Linked DNA regions of Podarcis muralis: region 1 is linked to region 2. The links are chromatin contacts, called in public Hi-C maps. All regions are on one chromosome and are shown on one strand. The core of a region is the stretch at or near the end of the contact, and the rest is flanking DNA. Distances in the headings are between cores, read along the strand shown.

What was found. Hi-C and Micro-C count contacts between places; a contact is called where the count stands out from the background.
Region 1: a Hi-C map of tail shows a contact between it and region 2, with 2.2 times the contacts expected there. The contact joins the promoter of ESYT1 here to the promoter of OS9 in region 2. A contact is called at or near these places in 2 of 3 Hi-C or Micro-C datasets (blood and tail).

Annotation. Positions count from the first base shown.
Region 1 is chr2:5,397,466-5,400,165 of rPodMur119.hap1.1, forward strand. ESYT1 (extended synaptotagmin 1) reads right to left here and starts at 1,366. Exons shown (of 32, transcript XM_077923790.1): 1 at 1,280-1,366. It overlaps INPP1 (inositol polyphosphate-1-phosphatase), which reads right to left. Exons shown (of 6, transcript XM_077923792.1): 6 at 1-1,918. The coding sequence ends at 1,423.
Region 2 is chr2:5,165,959-5,168,658 of rPodMur119.hap1.1, forward strand. It overlaps OS9 (OS9 endoplasmic reticulum lectin), which reads left to right and starts at 1,405. Exons shown (of 13, transcript XM_028721342.2): 1 at 1,405-1,686. The coding sequence starts at 1,420.

The sequences.
Region 1 (2,700 bases), core at 116-2,615, 230 kb after region 2:
TGTGCAATTCCAATCTTAGATACAGTTTATTACTATTAAAATAGTGTGCAACTGCTGTAACAAGTAAAAATAAACTTTTAAAAATTTAAATTCTGCTCGAAGAACACTCACATGATGTGTTCAAAGTAAATTACAGAAACCATATATAAGTTTGTGTGTTCATGTGTATACAATTGGTCAACCTTAATTTTCTTATTCTGATTCCAAATATTTTTTTAAAAGCTGAGCAATTGTTGGTTGGTTGGTTTCTAAAGCAATGTGTTAGAAACATCTGAAATATGGGTGGCTACAGGACAAGGCCAGTGAATGGGTGAATTGCGACCATGCCTTCTTCCCTCCCTACCCAGAATTGCATTCCTGACATGGCTTGCCTGTGGCCTTCAGATCTTGCTGGGCTCTCAACTCCCACCAGCTCCGGCCAGCAACATCCAAAGGGCCGTGTTCCCCATCCCTGTCAAGGGGGCTGGAGGTAGGATTTAGGGACTCTCAGGGAACGGTCAGTTATTCTGCATGAAACTGAACTCATATGAAGATGATTCAGTCCGGATAAGCTGCAATTTGATACAATAGCAATTTTTGGGAGGGTATTCCCAGAATCACAGCACATACTTTGATTGATTATTTCAGCTGCCACGGCTCCTTACAAATGATCCTGAGGAACTCTTTGCTACAGATATGCAGCCTAACCTCCCTCAACACGGATTCCGTGTTAGAGAGTAAATGCCACAAACCACAGAAGCAGGATTGGTGCAGACGCTCCTCACAGAGCTGAAGGCCACCTAGACTGTCTTCATAACATGGCTTGACTAGGACTGACCAACCAACCAACCACTAGCTGCTCACAGATCAAGCTGCAGATGACCCAGATCACATGTCACAAGCAAGGAGAGTGGTTGATGCACCCCAGAAAACAGGCCTGTGCTGTGGACAGCTAAAAACAGTGCTGGTCACAGTGCTCTGTGCAAGATACCAGAAGCAGAGAGGGCTAAAGAAAATCCAAATTGGAAGCTATATAATGGTCCCAATGCATGTCTACTGCATTACCCATAATACGTATTATTCATGTAAAAGGAGCAAAGCACCAAGGATCAGGTGGGGAGAAGGGCACAATTTAAGGTCACCACGACCCCCTCTGCATGCATGGAGGTTACATTTCCTGGCTACAGTTAAGATAAAAACCATGGTTTGTGGTGCATGAGTGATTTGTGATCTCTTTGCTCCTCCCCACTGGAACATGGCGGAAACAGGGCACAGAAACGCCAGAAGTCAAAGGTACAACCTTAGCTGATCCAGGTGTGTTGCCTTTGTCAGTAACCGACTGGTCCCTTGGTAGGTGAGGAAGCTGGGGCCCTTTGCCCAGAGACTGGCTTCCTCCCCGGGTGCTGAGGTGAAAATGCCCTGGAGGGAGGAAGAGGAGGAGCTTTAGAAGGTGTTTGCTGCAGCTGCCAGAGTGGCCATTACAGCCTCCAGATGCTCCCGGTGGATGTAGGCCACAAGCCCTCCTTGGTTGGCCCAGCGCTCAGCACCCAGAGCGCCCTCCACAGGCTTGTTGTAAGTCAGTTCCGGTAGCGGCTTGCGTTGCCCAGCCTGCCAGGACTTCAAGGCCTCCGAAAGGTCAACCATGCCTCCGCCAAGGGCTAGCAGGATGGCGTGGGGGCCGCAGGAGTCCCACTTAAAGGTGCTGCCCTCCGAGAGGACGTAGGCGTCGGCCAGCCCCAGCGCCACACACAGCATCTTGTACCCGGCACCGGAGGCAAAGCACAGCTGCTGCCCATACAGGGGGGTCAGGGCTTCCTGCAGCGCCACTTTCTCATTGCTGCTCAGGACCACACGAGGGGAAGTCCGCAGCTGGGGCCGGCTTAGCGAGCTCAGGCGGGTGCCCCCATAGGAGATGCCCCAGTGATATTTGCTCTGCCACCTGCAAAAAAAAGAGGGACGTGTCAGAGAAGGCTAGTCAGGAAAAGCACCAGAGAGTCACGCTGTACTAGGACCTGGTGGAGACAGCAACCGGTTGATGCTGCTTTCCCCATCCCCAACAAGAACCTTGATGCAAGGAGGATGGATGAGGTGGTCATCAGTGCTGTGTGAGTGGAAAGCCAAAGTGAGAGGCTGCAGCACACAGATTGCTAGAAAAGAAAAACACAACTGGGATGGAGGCCCAGGATAAGAGGACGACCTACCCACCGTGGAAGAATGGCAGATGAAGGTTATAGACTATATGGGGCTGGCAGAAATGACCGGCAGAATCCGAGACCAGGGAAGAGAGACGGCGGAAGAAGATTGGAAGAAGTTCAAGGACTATCTTAAGAAATATTGTAAAATTATTGAATGTTAGAACGATGTTGGTTTAGAAATTAAGTGGTTTCTAGCTGTAATGATTATGTAATTAAGAAAAGAAAGGTTAAAAATTAAATAGAAATTAGGGGAGGGATTTGCTGAATTAAATAATTAGAGATTGGAATACAGAAAGGGGAGGTTTGAGGAGTTCGGGAAAGTAAGTTATAAGAAAATAAGGGAATGAAATTATACTTGTTTTGTTTGTGTTTTTGTTTGTAATACTGTTTTTCTTTTTGTATAATTTTTGAAAATTTAATAAATATATTTTTTTTTTAAAAAAAAAGGATAAGAGGACGACCAAGGATGCCCTTTGGACCCTGTCTTGAGCAGGGGGTTGGGCTAGATGAGCTCCAAGTACATTCC
Region 2 (2,700 bases), core at 155-2,654:
GCTGCTGGGTCATTGTTGCTAACCTGGCTTTACTCTCTCTCATTCACAGGATCTGGCCGGAGTCGGTAGGAAAATCGCATGACACAAACACTAACCACCCTCATCCCAATCCCAGATGTTCTCTTGACAAGGTCCATGCCTCTTCCACACACTGTCTCCAATAGCACTTTGGAGCTGAACACCTTATTGCCTGGGTCCAGGGCACCAGACCAAAGCCTCTCCAAAGGACACACTCATCTAGAATGGTTCCCTCACACACCTGTGGATGACAAGATTAACTGAGATAAGGAGTTTGGCCAAGCCAAGAATTATCCTAACAACTGCAAAGCTATCCTGGCAAAAATGTCAGTGTTTAAAAGGAAATGTGTATGATTTTTCATAAAGCACAGACCTCCAGGATCCTGCAATAAACACACATCAGGAAGCACCCTATGAATCACTGAAAGCTGTGGAATGGCTTTTGCCTGATTCTGCGACTGCTATAAGACTAAGTCCCAAAATTCAAAGGGGTTTTACTGACACATAAGGGGAGAAAGGGCTTTTCTCATGGGTCTATTCATATTAATGTAGTCGTTTCAGTTCTGCCTGTAGTGATTTATTATAGATTCTGTTTTTAATATTTAATATTGCAATGTTGTAACCCACCCAAGGAATGTATGTTTGTGGACTGTTATATAGATCTAATTAATAATAATATGACAACTATTAATTGAATTAATGAGACATTATTAATAGGAAGGTTATTATTAATAGCAACAATAGAACAGCATTTTAGAAAAGGACAAATCCTGGGGCCCAGGAGACAACAGCCATTCCAAGTGAATTAAACGGGTCATGCAGCCTGCGTGCTCCAGCTTCAGGTAGGGCATCGGCTCACCGAATCCCTTCCACAGCTCTTGTCCAGGGTCACTGAATGTGGATTAATTACTCCTTGACATGTTTTCATTATGCTCTTGTGCTAATATTCAGGAAAGCTAAAGTAAATGCTAAAATAATATTCCCCCCATTATACTTTAAATGCATTATACAGTATTCAAGATCACCGTGCTTCCACAGAGCTGTAACAGGGGTGTCGAAATAATCTGGATTAAATTATCTAGATTTTAAAAACAAAACAAAACACGGAGCCACGCATCTGCAGGCAGCTGGCGCGCGCCGTCAAGCGGTATTTACGAATTGCGCAGCAGTCCCTCTAGTCCTGCAGGCGCTCGCTGTTCTGATTGGCTGCCGAGGTCGGCCGAGCGCCGAGCTGAGCGTCCCGCGACGCGCTTCTTCCTCGTTTAGCCGCAGCCCGATACGGGCGCTCGCTCTCCTGATTGGCTGACGGGAGCGACCCAATCCCCTTTTACCAGGTTTCTCCAACGAACGCTTCACTCCCCCGCCCTCCCCGGCAGCCAATGGAAAGGCTCCCGCGCAATAATGGTCATCGGACCCGCCCCCTCCCGTAGAGGAAGGGCGGAAGTAGCCTCTGCGGCGGCCGCCAGTAAAGCCGGAGGGAGCCGCGCGAGGAAGATGGCGCCGGCGCGACGCCTCTCGGGGTCCTGGGTGCCTCGGCTGCTCCTCCTCCTCCTGGCCGGGGCTCTGGCGCTGGGGCGCAGCGAGGCGCTGGGCGCGCTCAACCTCCACGAGCTCAGCGAGCTGAAGTACGGCATTGAAATCGGCGCCGAGCCCGTGATGGCCGGGCAGGTATGGCTGGCTGGGCCGAGCTGAGGCGATGGTGGTGGGCAGGGAAGCGCCGGAGAGTCCAGCAGAGGCGGCAAAAGGAGTCTGGCGGCGCCTCGGGAAAGACCTGCGCTCCTTGTTGTCGTCGTCCTCGTCATTACTGTGGCAGAAGGTTCCGCGGGCCCGAGGCCGCCTCCTCAGGCGCCGCCGCCGCCACACGGCTCTCGCCCCTTCATCAACTCGTGCCCGGCTTCTGAGGGGCCGCAAGGCGCTGCGCTGGCTCTGCTCGCAGCAAGAGGCTTCCCAGGGCGACCCCCCCCCCCAATGAGAGCCGCCCCCGACCAGGTCCTGTTGGATCTCTTGTGTGTTTGATGCCGCCTTTATTGTTTGTTGATGGGTTCATTTTTGTGTGGTTTTTTGCTGCGTTTTATAAGTATTGTACCCTCGCTTTGGGGGTTATTTGCAATGAAGAGCCAGGTAACTAATTGTATGAACAAATAAAACAAATCTGTCTGCAATAAACAACAGGTAGGGGTCCTCTGTCCCATTAAAGTAGCAAGATATTATTTTAAATTATTATTATGTATTCAGTTTATATGCCACACTTTATCCAAAGACAAAGATCCAAAGATAACATTTTTTATGCAGAATAATAAAACAGTGTACACAGCAAAATAATAAAAAACAATAGTAACATCCCCCCACATTTAACAGGCCATAGATTATTTAATGGATGAACACCTGGGTAAAGAGGAATGTTTTTGACTGGTGCCTAAAGACATGTAATTATGGTGGTAGGTGAGCTTCCCTTGGGAGACCAGGATAGAGAAACTGTGGTCTTCCAAGAAATTCTTGGACTACAGGTTCCATCATCCCTGACTATTGGATATACTCGCTGGGAATGATGGGAGTTGGAAGCCTTCAGTGTCAGTCAGGCCACAGCTTTCTCCATTCCTATCTAGAGGAACAGTATCTCACCCTTCAAGTGGCCAAGGTATGCCATAAAGGGCATAATAATATTCATGTAATAAACATTTA